Regions from separate parts of the Pan troglodytes genome. Here region 1 is linked to region 2. The links are chromatin contacts, called in public HiChIP or PLAC-seq maps. All regions are on one chromosome and are shown on one strand. The core of a region is the stretch at or near the end of the contact, and the rest is flanking DNA. Distances in the headings are between cores, read along the strand shown. Region 1 holds the start of TYK2 (tyrosine kinase 2). Region 2 holds the start of MRPL4 (mitochondrial ribosomal protein L4).

The links. HiChIP or PLAC-seq counts read pairs in DNA pulled down with a chosen protein or histone mark.
Region 1: a contact with region 2 is called in an H3K4me3 HiChIP or PLAC-seq map of stem cell-derived excitatory neurons, with 4 times the contacts expected there. The contact joins the promoter of TYK2 here to the promoter of MRPL4 in region 2. A contact is called at or near these places in 2 of 7 Hi-C or Micro-C datasets (induced pluripotent stem cells and stem cell-derived neural progenitor cells) and 1 of 1 datasets of contacts at active chromatin or transcription factors (stem cell-derived excitatory neurons).

What each region holds. Positions count from the first base shown.
Region 1 is chr20:13,104,057-13,108,565 of NHGRI_mPanTro3-v2.0_pri, forward strand. It overlaps TYK2 (tyrosine kinase 2), which reads right to left and starts at 3,095. Exons shown (of 23, transcript XR_010153708.1): 1 at 2,833-3,095; 2 at 2,068-2,142; 3 at 708-920.
Region 2 is chr20:12,974,825-12,979,257 of NHGRI_mPanTro3-v2.0_pri, forward strand. It overlaps MRPL4 (mitochondrial ribosomal protein L4), which reads left to right and starts at 2,348. Exons shown (of 9, transcript XM_001164062.7): 1 at 2,348-2,741; 2 at 2,828-2,894; 3 at 2,982-3,132. The coding sequence starts at 2,685.

The DNA.
Region 1 (4,509 bases), core at 1,845-4,344, 130 kb after region 2:
TGGGTGGATGGGTGGGTGGGTAGGTGGATGGATGGATGGATGAATGGATGGATGAATGGATGGATGGGTGGATGGATGGGTGGATGGGTGGGTGGGTGGATGGATGGATGTGTGGGTGGATGGATGGATGTGTGGGTGGATGGATGGATGGATGGATCAATGGGTGGATGGATGGATAGATGGATGAATGGGTGGGTGGATGGATGGGTGGGTGGGTGGGTGGATGGATGGGTGGATGGGTGGGTGGGTGGATAGGTGGGTGGATGGGTGGGTGAGTAGGTGGATGGATAGGTGGATAGGTGGGTGGATGGATGAGTGGGTGGGTGGATGTATGGATGGATGCGTGGGTGGATGGATGGGTGGGTGGGTGGGTGGATGTATGGGTGGATGGGTGGATGGGTGGATGGGTGAAAGGGTGGGTGGGTGGATGGGTGAATGGGTGGGTGAATGGGTGGGTGAATGGGTGGGTGGATGGGTGGATGGGAGGATGGATGGATGCATGGGTGGATGGATGGGTGGGTGGGTGGGTGGATGGATGGGTGGTTAGGAGGGTGGATGGGTGGGTGGATGGGTGGATGGATGGATGGATGGATGCATGGGTGGATGGGTGGGTGGATGGGTGGGTGGGTGGATAGATGGATGGATGGGGCCCAGCTGCTGCTTGCACACCCACCCCAGTCCCCATGGTGCCAACGCCCCAGACTCACCAACTTTATGTGCAATGTGGATGCAGACTTCCTCAGCTGTCAGCGATGACTCACTGAAAGTGACCCAGGGCTCCCCGCCGCCTGGACCAGCCCAGTGCAGAAGCACCTTCAGGCCTCCCATGGCAGCCATGGGCTGGGCTCCATCCCCAAAGGGCTTACTGCCCCTGGCCATCCCCCAGTGGCGCAGAGGCATGCTCCCGGCAGGTGGCTCAGCTGGAAAGGGGACAATCTATCAGCTCCCAAGTCTCAGCCCAGAGACCCCTGTTAGCTCTTCAACCTTCCACCCACCCCAGCTGAGGCCTGAGGGGAAGATTCTGGGCTCCCATCTTGGCATGACATTAGAGACCCGATTCCCTCTCTAAGTCTCATTTTCCACATTTGTTGGACAGGGTTGGGGTATGCATCCCCACCTAGATCTCTCATCAACAATAACACTGAACCCTCCTCTCTTTCCACAAATTGACACAGATATAAAAATCTGCTCTGGCCAGGTACAGTGGCTCACGCCTCTAATCCCAGGACTTTGGGATGTTGAGGCAAGAGGATTGCTTGAGCCCAGGAGCTCGAGACCAGCCTAGGCCATATAGCAAGACCCTGTTTCTACAAGACGTTTTATTTTATATCTTATCTTATCTTATCTTATTTTTGAGACAGAGTTTCACTCTTGTTGCCCAGGCTGGAGTGCAATGGTGCAATCTTGCTCACCACAACCTCCGCCTCCTGGGTTTAAGTGATTCTCCTGCCTCAGCCTCCTGAGTAGCTGGCGCCTGCCACCACACCGGGCTAATTTTTGTATTTTTAGTAGAGACAGGGTTTTGCCATGTTGGCCAGGCTGGTCTTGAACCTCTGACCTCAGGTGATCCACCCGCCTCGGCCTCCCAAAGTGCTGGGATTACAGGCGTGAGCCACTGTGCCCGGCCTCTACAAGAAATTTTTAAAATTTAGCCAGGCGTGGGGGTGCACACCTGTACTCCAAGCTACTCGGGAGGCTGAAGTGGGAGGATCTCCTGAGCCCAGGAGTTGGAGGCTGCAGTGAGCAGTGATCGCACCACTGCATTCCAGCCTGGGTGACAGAGTGAGACCCTGACTCTAAAAATATAAATAAATAAATAAATAAGTAATAAAAATATATAAAAAGGGCCAGGCATGGTGGCTCATGACTGTAATCCCAGCACTTTGGGAGGCCAAGGCGGACAGATCACGAGGTCTGGATATTGAGACCATCTTGACCAACATGGTGAAACCCCATCTCTACTAAAATACAATAAATAAATAAATAAATAAATAGAAAGTAAAATAAAAATCTGCTCTTAACACACCTCCCCAAAATAACCAGACAGGCAGATGTGGTCAAACATACCTGAGGGCGAGTCCTGGAGCTCCCTGTGTCAACTCAAGCAAGCCACTTAGCAATTCTGGGCCTCAGTTTCCCCATCTGGAAAAGAGAGGTCCTCAGGGTGTTGCCATCAAAAGATGGTTGTAATGTTTCAATATAGTTCCGCATATTACACATTCAGCACAGACTCTGATTCAGGCACACACAAAAAGAACAAATATGACCAAAACAAGAATAACATAATTGTTATTAGTTTCATCGTGGTGATGGCCTCTTTCAGGCCACAATTCTCCTCTCCCACATTTACCCCCATGAGTGACCTCAGTTCCTGTTGACTCCCCAAAGCCTAGGAGAGTTTATGTCCAGCTCCATCCCCCCAGTCCAGGGCCTGAGCCTCCTGAGGGCGCCAGTATGGTAGTGGAGGGGCTGTCAGTTCCACCCATGTTGCTGGTTTCCTCATCTGGAAAATGGGCATGTAACAGTGTCTACCTCAAAGGGCTGCTGGGAGGATTTAACGCGAGGAGGCAGAGAAAGCGGCTGGTATACAGTAAGCGCTTAATTAGCGTTTGCCATTAATACCTATTCATGTTATAGATGAGATCCTGGGGATGGGGCTTTCGCGGAGCCTACTTCCTCCTTCCTCCTTTCTCGTCCCCACTGGACCCAGACCCAGCATTGAAGACGGGGTCGGAGTGAAGTTTGCAACTGGGAAGGCTGCACGCCCCCATGTCCTCCCCACAAAACCTCTAAACCCGGCCGGGAACGGCGGGAACTGGGATGTGCACCCACCGGGCATCGGAGCAGTCCGGAGGCACCAGGTGCTCCCATCCAAGTGCAGCCTGTCAAGCGCAGCCAGTCCCCGCGGCTTCTTCCTGAGGACCTCCGGCCGCGCCCCTTCCGCGCCCGCGTCCAGACTCACCCTTCCGGGGGAACACAAGCTCGAACCCGGACCCCTCCCCGCTCCCGCGGGCAGCTACTACTTGTCCCGCGCCGAGACGCCTCCTCCCATTGGCCGCCTGAAACGCACACGCCCATTGGCAGCTGCTCTGTTCTCCTTGCACGTCACCGTTGGAATTTTTTTTTTTTTTTGGCCATGGTGGCGGCACTCTGATTGGTCCTGGGGCTCATTCGTCACTCAGCCGCGATTGGCTGAGTCGGCACCCAGAGGCGCTGTCGCTTCTGCTATTGGCTGGCACTCGGTGGACGGAGACGTGGAAGGGGCTTGCGAGAGGCGGGCGGGAGAGTGAAGTGTGTGGGCAATGCGGCCGGATCCCGGAGTTCCCCTCTGTGCTGTGGAAATGGGTCAGGCGTGTACGGTCCTGACCCTAGGACACAGCTGCATGTCCTCACCTCGGTGTTCAAAGCTGCACCGGCCACCATTCAACCCTCCGACGCCCTGCCTTGTGGCTTCCCCGTTCCATCCGGTCCTGTCTCCTTTCCCTCGTTTCTACCTGGCCGACTCCACCCTGCTGACTAGAATTCCCCCTCCTTCACTCCTGGGAGGCATTCCTCGCCCACCTGCTCCTGTCCTCGTCCTGATCACCTGCAGCTTTGTCCTCTGAAGCTCCCTAGCGGTCAGGGTAGCAGCTTGGACATCCCGCCAGACGTGAATTCAAATCCCCACTCCGCAAGTCGTGCCCATTTGCTGAGAAGCCTACAGCCAGAGCGTTTCACATACATTATCTCATTTGATCCTAGCAGCAATTCCCTGTATGGCGGCTCTTATTATCCCCATTTCACAGAGGAAGAAACTCAGGCATGAAGAGGTAACAAAGACCGTCCTCTGACCCTTCTTCTGTGCCACACCATAACCACTCCTCGACTTTGTCTTTCACCTGCCCAGCCAAGTCTTAGCAAAGAAGCCTATTAAGTCATCCGCTCATCCTTGATGTCTGATCAACTTCCTCATCTTCCACTTTTTTTTTTTTTAAGATGGAGTTTCGCTCTTGTCGCCCAGGCTGGAGTGCAATGCTGCGATCTCGGCTCACTGCAACCTCAGACTCCCGGATTCAAGCGATTCTCCTGCCTCAGCTGGGACTACAGGCGCCCGCCACCACGCCCGGCTAATTTTTGTATTTTTAGTAGAGATGGGATTTCACCATCTTGGCCAGGCTGGTCTCGAACTCCTGACCTCGTGATCCACCCTCCCAAAGCGCTGGGATTACAATCGTGAGCCACCGCACCCGGCCCTTTTGTTGTTAATTTTTTAATTTTGTGGCTAATTTTTAAATTTTTGTAGAGATGGGGTCTGGCTATGTTGCCCAGGCTGGTCTTGAACTTCTGGCCTCAAGCAATCATCCTGCCTTGGCCTTCCAAAGTGCTGGGATTACAGATGTGAGCTAAGACACCCAGCTCCATGGAGTTGGTCTTAACTGCCATGGCCAAGGGACGTGTGGCTGCTTCTCTCTGAGTCAGAAAATATGGGTAAAAAGCGTCCTCACTGGGCAGCTGTGGACATTCAGTATG
Region 2 (4,433 bases), core at 1,098-3,597:
TTTTTTTTTTTTTTTTTGAGACAGGATCTTAGTCTGTCACCCAGGCTGGAGTACAGTGGCGTGAACATGGCTCACTGCAGCCTCAATCTCTTCGGTTCAGGTGATCCTTCTGCCTTAGCCTCCCCATTAGCTGGGACCACAGGCATATACCATCACACCTAGCTAATTTTTAAATTTTTGGTAGAGGCCAGGCGCGGTGGCTCACGCCTGTAATCCCAGCACTTTGGGAGGCCGAGTCGGGTGGATCACCTGAGGTCGGGAGTTCGAGACCAGCCTGGCCAAAATGGTGAAACCCTGTCTCTACTAAAAATAAAAAATAAAAATAAAAATAAAAATAAAAATTAGCTGGGCGTAGTGGCGGGCGCCTGTAATCCCAGCTACTCGGGAGGCTGAGGCAGGAGAATCGCTTGAACCCGGGAGGCGGAGGTTGCAGTGAACCAAGATCGCGCTACTGCACTCCAGCCTGGGCAACAGAGTGAGATTCTGTCTCAAAAAAAAAAGAATAATAATGCTATTTATTGACTTTTCACCTTGTACCAGGCATGGGAAGCTTTGCCTCCATTACGTCACTGAAATCTCATAACCTCCTTTTCCAGCAGAGGAAAATGAGGTTGGTTCACAGACCACGTTGTCAGCTGTGCTCTGTCCAGAACGCACTGGCCTCCAAGTAGACAGCCCTGGACTGGTAGGGAAGCCGGCTATGATCCGGTGGCGCCCCCTGGAGGTCTATCGGGAACATGGTAAAGAACCTAAAAATGGGTGGGCCACAGTAGCTCATGCCTGTAATCCCAGCATTTTGGGGGACCAATGCGGGAGAATTGCTTGAGCCCAGGAGTTCAAGACCAGCCTGGGCAACATTGGGAGACCCACCCCCCGCCATCTCTACAAAAAAAAAAAAAAAATTAGGCCGGGCGCGGTGGCTCAGGCCTGTAATCCCAGCACTTTGGGAGGCCGAGGCGGGTGGATCACCTGAGGTCAGGAGTTCAAGACCAGCCTGGCCAACGTGGTGCCACACTGTCTCTAATAAAAACACGAAAATTAGGGCCGGGCTCGGTGGCTCACGCCTGTAATCCCAGCACTTTGGGAAGCCGAGGCGGGCGGATCACGAGGTCAGGAGATTGAGACCATCCTGGCTAACACGGTGAAACCCCCTCTCTACTAAAAATACAAAAAGTTAGCCGCGCGTGGTGGCGGGCGCCTGTAGTCCCAGCTACTCGGTAAGCTGAGGCAGGGAATCGCTTGAACCCGGGAGGCCGAGATGTGCGATCTCGCACCACTGCACTCCGGCCTGGGCGACAGAGCGATACTCCATCTCAAAATACAAATACAAAATAAAAAAATACAATACAAAAATGAGCCGGGCTTGCGCACCTGTAGACCAGCTACTCAGGAGACAGAGGCAGGAGAATCCCTTGAGCTCTGGAGGTCGAGGCTGCAGTAAGCCATGATCTTGCCCATTGCACTCCAGCCTGGGCGACAGAGGAAGACCTTGTCTCTAAAAACCAAAACAAAGAAACTAAAAATAAGCATTCGGATTTGTTAGGGGGCGACAAGGGAGGCAGTCCAGGATCTGTGGACTCCCCACTTTGTTCTGTCCTTGGAGAGCCCTGGAAGGTCTGAGAGGGGACGGGACCTGGTTTAAAGGGGTAGGGGAGAGGACCCTGGTCTAGGGGGTAAGGGACACAAATACCTAATCTGAGGGGTTTCGGGGGGACATGGCCCTGCCCTGGGGAATCTAAACTGGGAGGCATGGTCTGGCAGGCCCAATCCTGAAGGCTTTCTGAGGGCAATAAGGCCCTGCCTTTAAACAAATGAAAAAACGCCAGGCACGGTGGCTCACGCCTGTAATCCCAGCACTTTGGAAGGCTGAGGCGGGCGGATCACGAGGTCAGGAGATCGAGACCATCCTGGCTAACGCGGTGATACCCGTCTCTACTAAAAATACAAAAAATTAGCCAGGCGTGGTGGCGGGCGCCTGCAGTCCCAGCTACTCGGGAGGCTGAGGCAGGAGAATGGCGTGAACCTAGTAGGCGGAGCTTGCAGTGAGCCGAGATCGCGCCACTGCACTCCAGCCTGGGCAACAGAGCAAGACTCCGTCTCAAAAAACAACAACAACAACAACAACAACAACAAAACAAATAAAAAAACAAAACCACATAACTGGATAAAGAAAAAACCATCTCCGACAGCCTTGGAGGCGGGATGAAGGCGTGGCCCGGTGGGCGTGACCAACAGCAAAAGTTTAAGCGTTATTGGCTGTATTCCTTAGTTGCTCGCTCCAGAACTGCCCACTTATGGGCGGGGGTCACTCCTTCAGGCTTAACAGTCATTGGCTGAATTGGGCCAGAGAGGTCTCATTGGCTGAATTCCTGCACCGGCTCGTCGGAGGCGGGACCCAAAGTATGCTAGGCCTACGGAAGCTGGGTCTTCTTGCTGTGAGGTCGCGTTCCCCAGTGTTACGGAGGGTCCTTGAGGCAGGAGTGAAAATTGGATCTGGGGGTTAGTCCTGGGGTGGAGGTCTGGGCACGCCGGGTCGGACCCCCTCCATCTTCGGTTTTGCACACCCCGCTTTCCAGCGCGGAGTCGCGGCGGGTAGGGCGGCGTCGCGTGCGTGACGTCATCCAGCGGCGCCTCGCGAGGCTCCAGTGGCCTTGACCTCCCGCGGCGTGGGAGGCTGCGCGGCGATGCTGCAGTTGGTCCGGGCCGGGGCGCGGGCCTGGCTTCGGCCTACCGGCTGCCAGGTGAGGCCAGGGGCTGGAGGCGTGGTCGAAGGATGAAATTTGGGGGTGTCCAGGGGTCGTCTCTCACTTTCGCCCAACCCTTGCAGGGCCTGAGTTCCCTGGCGGAAGAGGCAGCGCGTGCGACCGAGAACCCGGAGCAGGTGGCGAGCGAGGGTAAGGCAACCGGGGTGGCTCCAGGAAGGGCGGCGACAGAGAGGTCTGACCCTTGACCCTAACCTCTGACCCCCGCAATCGCTCCAGGTCTCCCGGAGCCCGTGCTGCGCAAAGTCGAGCTCCCGGTACCCACTCATCGACGCCCAGTGCAGGCCTGGGTCGAGTCCTTGCGGGGCTTCGAGCAGGAGCGCGTGGGCCTGGCCGACCTGCACCCCGATGTTTTCGCCACCGCGCCCAGGTGAGCGAGGGCTGTAATGGTGAACTGAGTGGCAGAGGGATGAAGAGCGGGATTTCAGGAGTCACGATGACTTTGGGCTTGTACCCTTGGGAAAGTGCTGAATTTCTACAGCCTCCGTTTCTCCACCTGTCAAAGGGGAACGATGACAAAACTGTAGCGCTGTGTGAGATTGAAGCCTGAGAGGTGACATCATCTAAGGGTTAGGGAGACAGAATTCTGGAGCCCGACTGATTAGGTTCAAATCCTGCCTTCCCCTCTTGTCCCTCAGTGTCCCTATTTTGTCAGCGGTCGGGAGGTTGCTGTCATGAATAAATGACTTAATTCTGGCACATAATAAGTTCTATAGAAATGTTGATAATCTTTGTTAACTGGTTTTTGCAAATAAGAGCACTAAAAAGACTAAACCATTCCTCGGTGCCTGGAAGAGGCTGTTTGCATTTTAGTTACCCTGCTGTTCATAACATCTCTAAGAAAATGTAGGGGCCACCCTGGGCGCAGTGGCTCACGCCTGTAATCCCAGCACTTTGGGAGGCCAAGGCGGGCGGATCACGAGGTCAGGAGATCGAGACCATCCTGGCTAACATGGTGAAACCCCGTCTCTACTAAAAATACAAAAAAAAAAAAATTAGCCGCGCGTGGTGGCGGGCGTCTGTAGTCCCAGGTACTCTGGAGGCTGAGGCAAGAGAATGGCGTGAACCCGGGAGGCGGAGCTTGCAGTGAGCCGAGATCGCGCCACTGCACTCCATCCTGGGCAACACTCTGTCTCAAAAAAAAAAAAAAAAAAAAGAAAGAAAAGAAAATGTAGGGGCCAGTTACTGTGGCTCACATCTGTAATCCCAGCACATTGGGAGGCCGAGGTGGGCGGATCACTTGAAACCAGGAGTTGCAGACCAGCCTGGCCAACATGGTGAAACCCCGTCTCTACTAAAAATACAAAAATTAGCCGGACGTCTTAGTGCAAGCCTGTAGTCCCAGCTACTCAGGAGGCTGAGGCATGAGAATCGCTTGCACCTGGGGAGATGGAGGTTGCAGTGAGCCGTGATTATACTACTGCACTCCAGCCTGGGCGACAGAGACAGACTCCATCTCAAAAAAAAAAAAAAAACAGGTGAAATTGATTTCAATAATGTATTTAACCTGTATTTAAAACTATGTCGAAATCACATTGTAGCATGGGGCACTGGCCATGTTTCAGATGTTGAGTATGTGACTGTATGGAATGGTATAGAACTAGAGAGGAAAACCAGTCCCTGAAGAAGGTGGCAATAAGTGGAGTGTAATAGCAGGAAAAAAGTAATGGT